Linked DNA regions of Rattus norvegicus: region 1 is linked to region 2. A link is a contact called in public Hi-C data. All regions are on one chromosome and are shown on one strand. The core of a region is the stretch at or near the end of the contact, and the rest is flanking DNA. Distances in the headings are between cores, read along the strand shown.

What was found. Hi-C and Micro-C count contacts between places; a contact is called where the count stands out from the background.
Region 1: a contact with region 2 is called in a Hi-C map of frontal cortex, with 2.4 times the contacts expected there. The contact joins the promoter of Sez6l here to the enhancer-like site in region 2. A contact is called at or near these places in 1 of 12 Hi-C or Micro-C datasets (frontal cortex) and 1 of 1 datasets of contacts at active chromatin or transcription factors (oligodendrocytes).

The regions. Positions count from the first base shown.
Region 1 is chr12:49,722,575-49,729,269 of GRCr8, reverse strand. Sez6l (seizure related 6 homolog like) reads right to left here and starts at 3,940. Exons shown (of 17, transcript NM_001415748.1): 1 at 3,535-3,940. The coding sequence starts at 3,631.
Region 2 is chr12:49,511,896-49,518,560 of GRCr8, reverse strand. It overlaps Myo18b (myosin XVIIIb), which reads right to left. Exons shown (of 42, transcript XM_006249578.5): 30 at 4,638-4,748; 31 at 2,025-2,129. Among named protein-coding and RNA genes, the nearest start is that of Myo18b, 94 kb to the right of the region's middle. Within about 2 kb of position 1,285, at least 16 of the 93 cell types and tissues checked have an H3K27ac peak or open chromatin away from gene starts, as enhancers often do.

The DNA.
Region 1 (6,695 bases), core at 2,691-5,190, 210 kb before region 2:
TCACCCTTTGGGTTACAGTAGCTTTAACAGAGCGAGTCATATCAGAAACTGGCACACAGGACGGCCCTCTAATGTCATCTTTCCAATCTGTCATCTTTTGTTGCCATTAACTGTGATTCCTGGTCATGGGTTCAAAGCCATGCAGTGTCCCGTGTCTGGGAAGAAAAGCAGTTTACACTGTGTGCTACTGAGATCCCCCTCTCTAAATGGCGGTGGACAGGGAAGTACGGCTGCCTGCTGGCCCTCCTCCCCAACTTGGTTTGTTTGTTTGGAAGGAAGTTTGCTCTTAGGAGACTAGGAAACCATTGCCTGTGTGCGAACGTATGCTAGTTCCTTTTACACGAGTTACCGAATCCTACAACTACCCTTCCAGGTTGATCCCATCAGCCCCCATTCTATTTATGTCCCACAGATGGCAGAATAGAGTCCCAGTCAAGATGATCTCTCTGAAGGTCGAGCGCACCTAAGCAATGAACAGACTGAGATCTTGGGCTGAAGCAGCTCTGATTTTCAAAAAAATTTCCTGAACCCTGTTGATCTGCTTTTCAAATTCAGCCCGACCGCTCACCAGAGCAGCCTTGCGCGGCCCTCGTTTTGCAATTGCCTCTATAGCGGAGTCCAAACGGGAGCTGGAGTCTGAGTTGCAATGACACTTTCCAGGAGAGCATCCTCTGCAAACTTCCCCTCTCTGCATCCCCCTTTTCACTGTATGCCAAAAGCCGGCAGTAATCTCTCCCTGAGAAATAAGGACCAAGTACCTCCAGCCGGAGGGTGTAGAGCCAGGTGCTCAAGCTACCAGGCTGAGGAACACCCTAGCTTTCAACTGGACATACACGTGTTTGCCTCCTTCCTGCCCTCAGTCACCAGCTGCAGCTTTGAGCGCCCCTAGTGGAGGTATGCAGTATGGGCCTGCCATGCCGCCTCAACCGGCACACAGGAGAACCTGTATACTGCGCTCCCTTGAAAACGGCTTGCAGGAACGGACTCCTAACCCAAAGTCATAAACCAAATTGTTCAGGAAATATCTTTTTCTGACATGGAAGAGGAAGGAAAGGAAGTCGGTATTGTTCCCTAATGCCCAGCAGAACTGTGTGGATAAAAGATGAATCTTTCAAGTTTGGGTCCGGCCGTCTCTGGTGGGGGCAGCCAAAACTCCTTGCGAAAGGATAGCAAATTCATACGGAAGTACACCAACGTAACAATGATACCTATCACTACATGTCAGAGGCTTACTGAAAAATACTGAATTTGCTTTGTTAGTCCAAGGGGAAAAAGAAAAGAAACGTCAGTCTCTGCAGTCTTAGCTTATATGTGCATTACTCTCACGTGCACGTCTTAGGCCACAAAGGCCCTCTTAGAAAAACAAGCTACATTTTATTCTCAGCAACCACGGCCCAGAGAATGCGCACCCTGCATAGGAACATTGCAACAAGTTCCCACCCCTCGCACCGCAAGCAGGAAGACAAGTCTGCAACCCTGGGCTCCTCTGGTGCCTCTCCTCTCTGGTTTGTGGATATGAGCTGCCGGCTAAAAATAGAATTTATTGCAGAAGATCAATTGTTTCCAAATGGACCATGAGAACTGGCAGTGCCCGTGGGCTACCCTAGCTCCCTTCTTATGACTCAGTTGGAACCCCACGGTTAGTAACGAGCCTTTGGATGAAGTACATTGGTGGACTTTAATTTGGCAGTGACCTGAAGTTAATTAAAACTATATGCTCACCAACCACGGTGTGGGGCAGTTGCAAAATATAAAATGTCTAAAAACTGAAATCACAAACGCACACATCCTGCTCTCCCTCCTACACTCTGGCACATACTGAGGAATCAGGATACAGGATTCTGATCTTGGGTGACATTTTCCTACATGCCATTAGGACCCCACCCCCATGCCCATGGTGATGCCTTAGAGAAGAATGTCGAACTCAGAGGTAGGGTCACTTTGGGAAGATGGTGAGCCTCTGGACATCTTTGAGTTCTGTTTGTTCAGTGTGTGTGTGTGTGTGTGTGTGTGTGTGTGTGTGTGTGTGTGTGTGTGTATGTGTATTTAAGAGCTGGGGCAGGGCAATCTGGATCCGGTTCAAGGCCACCACGAGATTGTTGGAAAGAGGCAGCTAATTAAGAAAGGGCATGCTGGGTAGAGACCATTGATTCAAACCAAATCTCTTTTCCCATCTTTTCTAGGGAAGCTGCCCAGACATGGTGTAAATTGGAAATACCATTGTCTCACAAGGGGTGGGGGCGGGAGGTGTTCTTAATTATATCTTCTGTTAAATAAAGGAGGGCAAATCATTCCCCTTGTTCATTTCTGGGCCCAACAGACTGGGAATAAAAGGCCTAATGTATGCTGAGGAGGGCACTCCAGGCCCTGAGCAAGAGATGGGACCCAGAGCTAGGGCCTGGAGCCGAGAGCTGTCCGGGGACTCTGGTGCTGAACTCAGGGGCCCAGAATTCCCCGCGGTGAAGCGGCAATGCGTGTCTGTTTCCAGAATTCCAGACCAAGAAGACCCCAATGAAATGGAACTCCAGATGGACAGGGGTGGGGGATGAGCGCCCCAGGCTGTGACCAGCTCAGGCAGACTCCCAGCTTTGTTTTGTAAGTTACCACGAGAGGAAACACCTTGCCAAGAGAATGGGAGGTTAAGTGGTCCAACCCCGATAGCTGACACAGTAGGCTCTCCAGATGTCTTTAGCTCACCTCATAGCTCCGGGGCTGGGGGTGGGGTCAGGTTTCGGTGAGTTATTTGCCTCCCTTCTCTCGACACTTCAGCATCTCACTATAACTTCCTGGGACCCCAGCAGGGTGGAGCGAAGGTGTACCCCAGGTAGATGAAGGAACCGACAATCTCCACAAACTCAGTCCCTCCTTCCTAAGCTGCAAGCACGTGGGGTTTACTAGCACCCTCTCTTCATTCCTAATATCCATGAGACTGTAGAGGGCAAAAAAGGGGCCCATCCCCCGAGGTTCTAACATCTCTCTTCTCACCAACTTCTGGGAGCCCTGAGCTCCCCTCCATCGGAGGAAGCCACACCCAAGTCCAATTTTCTGACACCTGGCTAGGTTCTATCCAGGAGACAACCCCTCCGAATAGTCCGAGACAGCGTGGGATGGTGGGATGGGAGGGAATCTGGTTCTGGAGACAGGCAGTCAGCTGTCCGCTTCCTATACCTATCTTCTTCCACAGAGCTTGGCAGAATAGCCTGGCAGCCAGCCCTGGGTGCAGTTGCAGAGAGCTTCCAGAATCTGGAGGTTTGGAGAGGACCCCACTCCCAGGAGCTTCTCCGGGAAGCTTTTCCGGACTGCAAAAGGGAGTCTGTCCTCAGCCCAGAGACCGACGAAGGACCCGCAACCCAAGGCGGGAGTCCTTCAGATGCGTCCCCGCCTCCGCTCTCCGGCAGGGACGAGGTGCCCAGCCCGGATTCCGGAAGGTCCCGTGGGTGGCGCGAGTGTTCCCGGACCAGCCGAGACCCCCGACCGCTCGGGTCAGCCGCAACAACTTTACCCTCTTTGGGCCGGGGCCCTCAGGGTTCTTACCTTCCGCCCGAGCTGCCACGGGGCTCCCCAGAAGCAAGGCGACCAGGAGCAGAGAGATCCTGTCGGGTCCCGCGGCTTGTGGCGGTGCCACAGTCATTGTAGCTACGGAGCCGGGGTCGGCACAGAGAGATCCGTGTGGCCGGTCCAGGCAGAGGGATCCGTGCGGTGGGATCAAGGCAGAAGGATCGGGCAGCCGGAATCAGGCAGTGCGGTCCAGGGAGAGGGAGAGATCTGGACCGAAGGCTCTGAGCAGCCGGACCCCAGAGCGAGGTCCAGACAGAGGGATTGGTGCAGCGGGATTCAGGCAGAGGGATCCGGGCAGTAGGATCAGGGCAGCGGCTCCTGGCGGACACGCAGCCCGCCGTGGCTCTGGCCGAGCTGCACCGGGCGCGGGCGACGGACGAGTGAGGAGGAGCCGCGGGCGGCGAGCGAGCGGAGGGCGGGGGCTGGGGCCCGAGCGAGCTAGCAGGAGAGAGAGAGCGAACGAGCGAGCTAGGGAAGTGAGCACGAGGAGGCGGCCGAGGGCCGTTCCGGGGTAGCCTGGCCCTCCGGCCCTGAGAAGTTGGTGATGTCGCCCGGTCCCGAGTGGTCCCCACTCTCTTTGAGGATGCTGGGACAGTCAGATGAGGCGGAAGAGTGCCCGATGTGTCCTTGCAAACCCAGTCCGCCAGCAGCCTGGCCTGTATCCCCACTGTACAGCCCTCTCTGGCCCCTGAGGGCCCCACCCGCCTCCACCCTTTCCTCCCCTCCCCCACTCTTCCCTATCCGCCGAATGCCTTGGTGCTTCCACAGAGAGTCCTGGTGACCTAGGAAGCCACACCGATTGCATCCAGGGACCTCGCTGGACCAATACACAGGTCCACGGAATCCTGTCTGATACCAAGAGGTTCTTCACCTTGGAAACGCCCAGCCACAGACTCTTAGGTGAAGACCCACCACCCATTTTATGACTGCAGCTCCATCTGCTACATTAGCACTCTCAACAGGGCCCTGCAGATCCTTCGAGCTTCCAGAGTCTGAGCCCTGTTTTACCTCCCCCTTCCCCATCCCCCCAGCGAAAGCTTTGGGTCTAGGCCCATCCTCTGACTGCCTCTGTCCAGTTCAAATTCTCTAGCAACGCGTCTTTCTTCCATAAACAGAGGAGATGGGGCGCAGTGGGTGAGGAAGACAAGCAGCCACTTATAGCCAGGCGTTGGCCAAGGGCCAGGCGGGAGATGCCTCACACCAAGGGAGACTGCTCTCCTTGTTCTGCAGAGTTTAACAGGCCCAGCTGGCTTCCCAGGCCCCTCACCCCAAGTTAGACGCCTTTCCCTCCCCCACCCTACTTTGACACTCTGCTCAAGCAGGGAGCAGATGGAGAGAAGGTTGTAGCAATTGGGGGTTAAAAAAAGTCTTTAGCAGAGTGGAGAGACTGGGAATCCCTGAAAAAGGAGTGTGGTGAGGGGAGAGCATGGGAGGTGGGAGGGGAGCAGGGAGGAGGAGGGACTCTTCTGCTCCTGGTTCCCGAGGACCCCCTCACTCACTCTTGGGATGCTCTTTGCCTGAAGCCCAGATTAGAGGGCTGAAGGTGATGGAGGGAATCCTCTTTCCTCCATACTCATCTGGGCTGAAGGAAGCTTTCTGCCTGGCCAGTCAAGTCTCAGAAAGTGTGTGTGTGTGGGGGGGGGGGGGTGTTTGAGAAGGACATGCAGGAGTCCTGGTTCCTCCTCTAGGGGAATGACATGCTGTCCTGTCTTGAAGCATGAGGGTGGGCCCATTGTGAAGAGGGGCCTGGCCCACCCCCTCACTCTCAGGCCTGCCTAGGACTAGCAGCAGGACGTTCAGTAAACCCTGAGGATCAGAAGCAGAGGGCAGGGATACAGAAACACGGAGGGGAGAACGGAGATAGGAGAGCAGGGTAGGAAGGCTTGTCAGTACCCACGGCTTGCCAGACTCTGGAGTGGTCTCTGTTTCAATTTGATAATGATCGGCAGTGATCGCGGTGATCATCAATATCTCCCCTGGAACCCGCTTGACCAAAGCCACTCACCCAGGATGTGATAGGGTGGATGGATTCAAAGCCGGGCCTGGGTTGAAAATCAGACTCCTGTCCCCAAACACAATCCTTCCTTGCAACAAGGTGGCTGCCTCTGGGCTGAGACATGGTGGCTCCTCTTGGATGTTCACCCTCTCCCCTACTCCCAGCAGGCAGCTAGAAGTCCATCATTGCAGTCACCTCTTAGTCAGGGAGGGGAGACACAACAGTGCCATAGACTCTCAACCCACTGAGCCCACAGCAGGAGTTAACTAGTTCCACGTGTGCTCAAACTGTAAAGGGGGGAAAGGCAGTAGTCTGAAGACACAGTGTTGAGAGTGTCGGGCAGATGAAGGTCACCAGAAAGGAGATCCAGCTGGGGTCAGAGGGGGAACAGAAGTAGCTTATGGGGCGGGGGGGGAGGGTCTTCCCCACTGCCAGACCCATTTTAAAGAAGAGCAAACTGAGGTGTGGGGAGGTGAGGTGACACGCTCAACACCATGCACGGTCCAGCTGTGCCCAGGTTTGTGCTCTGTCTACTGCCAGATAATGCCTGGCCTTCGCTTGGGGGAGGGGGATCAGTGGGGACCTCCTGTGCCCACTGCCAGTTGGGTTGAGAACCCCAGGTTCTTTTCCTGCAGTTGGAGTGAGCCTGTAGGTCCGACCTCCCTACATCCTGCTGTGTGTGTGCAATCCCCTTTGTGCAGTTAAAATCAGCAGTGAGGACAAAGGCTGGACCCTGGTCTCAGCTATGCCTTCGCAGAAGGCCAAGAACAAGGGACTTGTGTTCTTTGGGTTCTAGTTGCCTCTTCCAGAGGAGTAGGAATAAAAATGATGCCTTCCATGTGGAGTGACAATGTGCAACAGTATCCTCAAACTGTGACAGGATGCACTGTGCAGGCTTACAGGGTGAGGAGAGGACCTCAGGGGTAGGTCAGCTCAAAGCATAGTCTGGGGCTTGGCCTCAGTCTGAGCAATTGTTATCAACACTGAGTGGAGAGGAAGCTGGAGCTTCTGACCTTTTCTCTGCCTTTCTGAGTGTCTTTCTGTGAGTGAGTGTGTAGCCTCTCTGGAGTTGGTCTCTCAATCTATCCACTCACCCACCCATCCATCCACTCATCCATCCACCCACCCATACATCCACCAA
Region 2 (6,665 bases), core at 36-2,535:
TAAGTCCCTGTGTGGCTGAGGCCAGTGGGTAAGTTGGAGGAGAACCAACTGCCCATTCCTCCTTGAAACAGTTAAGAATTTTTCCTTTGTCCAAAGGGGCAAAATTGTTCTCATTCCCAAATGGTAAGATCTTGAACGTAGAAGGGCCTAAAATAATCAACAGATGAAATATTACAAAACAAGGAACTCAGCAACGCTAAGACCGTGGAGGTGTCTCACGGGCCACATAAGACGATTAAATAAAAATCAAAATGCGGAACAAGCGCTGGTCATGAAGTGGTGGAAACCAGGAGTTTCCTGGAGATAAAGCTAATTAAGACACTTGTGAGGCCCATGATTGAGAAATAAGCATTGTAGGTAAAGAGAGACGGGGTAGGGCTGGGGTCAACAGCAGAGTTTTAACTTGAAGCTGACAGCTCTCTCCGGTCTAACCTGCAAATCAGTCGCTCCAATGAGCCTCGTTTCCTCATGGAAGCCTTTTCTTACTTTCATTTTTCAAAATTATTTATGGCACACGGCCGTGTTTGCCCACATGAATCCCTGTGTATCACGTGCATGGCCTTGTGCCCGCAGAGGCTAGAAGGGGCTTTGCATACCCTGGAGATAAAATGCCAGACAGTTGAGAGCCACTGGGGACAGGACTTGGGTCCTCTGCAAAGGTAGCAAGGGCTCTCCAGACCCTGACGTCCTTTGCTGCTGTTTTGGTAAATCCCTCAACTGTGACTCCTTCCTGAGGTGACTTGTGCCTGTGTTGAATGGTTAAAGCTATCTAGGACACCGTCGTTTATCGAAAGCTAGCCAGCAGGACCAGATTGCGCAGGAACAGAGAGGAGCGGTGAAGCCAGTAACGGGGATGGGTACACACCCACGGCGTGAGGGATGGTGGAGGGAGGGGCGGGAAGGAAAACATAGGTACCTACTTCATACCACACACCTACATAAGATGGATTAAGACCTAATTATATGCACAAAAAGGAGTTTGGAGCTTTTAAGGCATATGGTAAAATATGAACTGAAATTAAGGAAGGCGACTTTAAAGTAGGGAAGCATAAGGCGTAAATGTGATCTGCTTGGCTGCACTAGAAACACTTTATCAACTGAAGGGCATTATCAACAAGGGTGTGGGCTATCCACAGGCAGAGCTATTGGAACCTAGATTATCAGGAACTGGTTGGCGTTTGTACACAGATCATGAACGATTCCCAGAACGTACAGAAGGCAATCGTCATGACCAGATGAGTCACGGAGACGAGACTGCACAGCTTTCTCAGAGACAAGGGACCCACAGTGCCAGCTCTGGGAAATTACAGTACACACTGCGGCAGCTTGTGGTGGGTGGTATGCTCAGCATCCCACATACAGCCCCCACCACGCACCGTTTTCAGAATGCCACAGGGACAGGCTGAGGTCCCCAGGGACAGGCCTGAGGGTCCCTGCTAATCTACAAGCTTGGAGCCATTAACAAGCTTACCCAAAGACACACACACACACACACACACACACACACACACACACACACACACACACACACACACAGAGAGAGAGAGAGAGAGAGAGAGAGAGAGAGAGTGAGAGAGAGAGAGAGAGAGAGAGAGAGAAAGAGAGACATGGACAGACGGACAGATGGACGGACAGCAAAGGTAGCAGACACTCCTGCCTGGAAAAACCTCGTCCCTACAAGGGTAGCTGTGAGCATAGCAGCTCTCTACCCAGCCCCTTAGTGTAAGCATTGTTCACAGTTGACTACCAACAGCCACTGACAGCCATGTCGCTTCCTCTGCCCCTCCTGACTGAGGCCACTCTGTTTACTTTCTCTGTTCTTTGAAGAGCTGCTAGTCACCAGCTCCTGAGAATTTCAAAGAGCCGTGGGAAGGGTGGATGGAGGACCATGCACTCTGAGGACACAGGGGGAGGCCTGACCTTGGCCCTTCCCAAAGACTAAAGGATCTCTCCCGGTGGCTAGCTTTCTCGTGCATCCAGCCATCTCATGGGGCCCTCGGATGTCCCCACTGTGCGTGCCTTACCTGGTCACACAGGGTTCCAATCAAGCCTTCCAGGTCATGCTTCTCGTGGAGAGCCGCCTGTTTCTCTTCATATTCCTGCTCCAACTGCATCTCCAGCTGACGGAGCTGTGGATGCACAGGACAGATGTGAGGACCCTTGGATGAGTCCAGAGCAGCAGAGCCAGGGCCCTGGGAGGAGGTGACATGCAGCCTACAGCCATACTCTAATGCTACCTAGTGATTTGGAGGGTTATACCTGTGAAGCAGGCTAGGGATCTAAAAGCCTGGAACCTGGAAGGCAATGAATGTGTGAGCTGGTCAGATTGGGGGAGCCCTTTACCACACATTGTAAAGTTTGCAGTCATGGCCACTGCTTAAATACTTTCAAGTCTTAGGATGTGGAGTTCTAGTGTGTGTGCATGCATGCATGTGCAGGAGTGTGTGCAGGTACATGCTGGTTGGTGTGGGCACATGAGGAGGCCAGAATGTGATGCCTGGTGTCTTCATGTATCATTCTCTTCTTTACATTATATTTTGAGACACCATCTCTCAATGAAGCTTGGACCCACCCCCATCAACTAGATTGACTGAGCCCTCAAGCTCCCAGAATCCTCCTGTGTCTGTCTGCCTGCCAGACCCAGAGTCACTCAGGTCTTCACACCTGTATGGCAAGCACATGACCCACTGAACTATCTCCTCTCCCCTAGTCCTCTGACTTCTTCAGGCTAGGTACCACACAGCCCGTTAAGAGACCCATCCACTTCCTTGGTCCTTGAAAAAGGCTCCAGCCAAGGGACACATGGTGTTACGTGGATACACTGATTGGTGGTACAGACCCTGTGAGCTCTCTTTACTTTCCAGTGGCATGGGGCCCATTGGGAGGGTTAGGGTTGGAGGAGGCTGTGAGGGAGTCACCCCACAATAGGATTAGTGCCCTTATAAAGGAAGACACCAGAAAATCAAATCTACCTCTTTCTCCTCCTCTTTCTCTTCCCTTTGTTAAGGACACAATAAGAAGTGACCATCTACAAGGTGGCTTTACCAGAACCCCTGAGCCAGTCACAGATCGATGACAGTGAATATCCTCATAGACACCCTGGGATACAGTGTTTCCCTCCCACAGCCCCACTGAGACATCTGAGTGGTAGCACTTTACCTAATTTGCAATTCTCTTTGATTCCTCGCTGCTACCCAATGAACCAGGGGTCCCTTACTTGAGCACCCCAGCAGAAGCTGGTGGGCTCCCAAGCAGACCCACTGATGGTTCAACCCCACCCCCTCCATCCTCCACGCACACAGTCTGCAGTTCATGTCACAGACCGGTAACCAGGCATTCCTAAGAGGGGTTAGTTCCTTTTCCCTAATATCAAACACCCACAGCATCCCCTCAGGTCACTGTCTCCTGTGGGAGACACTGAGGGCTGCCAGCCACAGGGGAGCCGCCATCAGCATCTGTCACAGGGAGAGGAAAGCTTCCACCTGCTCCCACACTCTGCCTTGTTAGGTCCAGAGAAAGCTGACTGAGAATTGCAGTCAGCCTGGGTCAGCCAGATGTCTCAGCAGGTAGAGGCATTGCCACCTGAGCTCAATCCCCAGGGCCCATGAGTAAATGAGAGAACAACTCTCTTATATTGCCCTCTGATGTCCACATACATGCCATGGCATGCAGGCACATGCACAAACACATACACACACACACACACCCCAATGAACAAATGGTGTAAGTATAAAAGTCCTGTAAGAAATATAGTTGCCACGCTCCTGTCTGCTTCTAAGAGATAAAAGTTACTTAGAAAAATATCCCCAAATCATCAAATCATAAAACATCAGTGTCAAGTACTTCCTGGGAGAGGGTGAAGAATATTTCCCTGTGGTTTGCAAGTGTGATGAGAGGAGGGAAGGAGGAGGGAAGGAGGAGGGAAAGAGGAGGGAAGAGGGAGGGAAGGGGGAGGGGAGCGGTGCTCAAACTCCAGGAACTATGGGCACTACTAAAGGAAAGAGATTCACCCATGTCTCATCAAATAGAGAACTTATAGGGTGTAGCAGCAGTAAAGGTCCAACCACAGGAAAACCACAGGAGGAGAGGATGCTGATGGTGGACCACAGACACGTGTAAAGGCTGACACAGACTGGTGAGCGTAGTGTAGGCTGAAACTGCACAGCTGCCTTCAGGGCAAGGCTGTCTCCACTGTCCTATGCGTGCCAGGGGTGGGGGGTTGGGGTGGGGGAGTGGAGGGGTTGGAGGGTGGGGGTGGAGGGGTAGGGGGGTGGGGGGAATCGTGAGGGAGATAGCAGACCAACTAGGACCAAAGCGAGCCTGGTCCTCAGGTGCAGAACGCCGAGGAATGTCAGTCAGCAAAGCGTGTGGGTCAATGCAGGGACCCAGACAGGTCCTCTAGCTTCCCACCCACAGCATCTCTACCCACAGCCTGTCCTTTGGCGAAGAGTGTGCTTGGAATTCTAGAAGCTTCTGGGGTTGCACCTAAGAAATTGGAGCCCCAGGCTCTTGAAATCCCCCAGTAAACAGCGGTTTCAATTGGTCATAGAACGAGCATGCCTCCGGGTCCCAGGTCCCGGGTCCCAGCATCCTCCCCAGTGGGACCTTGGGGTGCCCTGGGGCCACAGCTCACGCACCCGCTTCTGGCAGGACTGACGCACATCCTCCAGCTCTTCCTCCTGGTCCTCACGGTCCTTCTGATGCATCTGTTTCATCCTCTCAATCTCCAACTCAAACCGCTGGCGGAGCTGGGGGCAGCAAACAAGGATGGTTCATGAAGGTCCACGACCAAACTCTCAAAGCTCCATGGCACAGCACCACACCCCCAGCCCTCCAGGCCACTCCCACAACCAGCCCTCCACGCCACGCCCACAGCCCCTGCCCTCCACATCATGCCCACACCTCCATCTCCCCACACTTCCATCCCCCCACACCACACCCACACCCCCAGCCCTCCAGGCCACGCCCACATCCAGCCCTCCACGCCACGCCCACAACCCCAGCCCTCCACACTACCCTTGACCTATCTTTCTAACAGACGCCTCAGAGTTTAGTCACATCCCTCCTACCCTGGTAAGTCAAAGGAAGCAGCCAGGTCCCCCAACACTGCCTCTGCCCTTCCTATGGTTACAACCTGCCTCGTGTCTGTCACATTCTCCCACTGGGTTTAGGCACATGCCCAGAATCCCTTTCGATGTTCTCCAAGGAACCTAAAACTCAGACAGAAGTTGACAACCGTTGTTGTCTCTAATGGGAAAGACAGAGGAAGGAAACAGAAGAACAGATCTGGGCCCCTAAACTGTTGGGAGCATGAAGACGCTAATGGAGGATGTGTGCAGAGCCCCTGGCACAGCCTGGCTAAATTAGCCTCACCAAGATTGCAGCTCTTACACAGTGGCAGAGGTTATTGGAGGATGATCCCAGATGAGGGGCTGTGTGAGGAAATACAATATTTCTTTTTCATTTTTTTCCCAGCCTCTTGGGCACGTCTGACATCTGCAATACCATTTATGTCAAGCTTATATGAGTTAACATAAAATTCCCAGGAAAAAGTGCCTTATTGAGATCAATAAATATCTGCCTGGCTTCTGTGAGGATGTGTGCCGTGCAGGGCCGGGGTGCAGTATCCACTCAGCCTCCCTTCTGGGTTAAGTTCGAGTTGGGGAGCTGGGAAGATGGGTCGTCTCTGCCTTCGAGGTTACTCGAGGTTCACGTTTCTGCTTGTGGCTGTCAGTGGTGCTGGGAGGAATCTTCAAGAAATGATAACGGGTTTTTCGCAAATGCCTGCTGGCTTGTCTGTGCTTGGGGACACAGCCTGGAGCTGCCACTCAATGCTCTGCCAGTCTTGACACTCCCTCCTGTGCGGTCAGTGCAATCTCCATCAATTAGACCTGGGGCTGGGAGATTGGCAAGTCTCCCATCGAAGGAATGAACCGTCTTAAAAAAAAAAAAAAAAAACCAACCAGGGCTTGCCTGAGATCCTGTGGACGGTGAGCTGCCTTGGGCAACCATCTCTGGTGCCTTCCTTTGGGTATCGCACGAGTCTGTGGCCTCTCGGCCATGGCAGAAGCAGTCTAGCTCACCTGGAACACTCTTCCTCAGCCAATTCTGACTGAGCCTTCAGCTTTCACTTCCTCTAGTGAGTCCTTTCCCACCACCCCCCTGGTCCTTCCCAAGACTAGATCAGTGTGCTCACGGTGCACTTGATTCCAGCAGGACTCTGAGCTTTGGGGAGGTGGAGAACACCAGAATCCATCTATGAGGTATCTGGTGCAGATGAGGTGCTTGACAAAACAACTGGTTTAGCTACACTCACCGGTCACTCACGAGCATCCAAGACCCTCCAGACGCCGACCCTTAGCTTCCCACACTTGTGCTTTCCACTTGAGAAGCTCCCTCCTGTGATACGGAGTGGGGCTGAGCAAGTAGCTGGCACCCTGGCTTCGTGGGATGCATGGAGTCCATGTGCTGCAGCTGCTCCTGTCACTTGGCCTGTGTCCCCACCGTGGGTAGGGTTTCAACAGAATTGCCAGGTACAGATATCCTCCATGAGAAGTCCCTTTAGAGGTAAGGACTGAAACCTCCCTCCTCTTGAAGAACTGGGTGGCTTTCAACAGAGACAGGAAAACACCTGTGCCTTCACCCCATATCTCTCTGAAAACCAG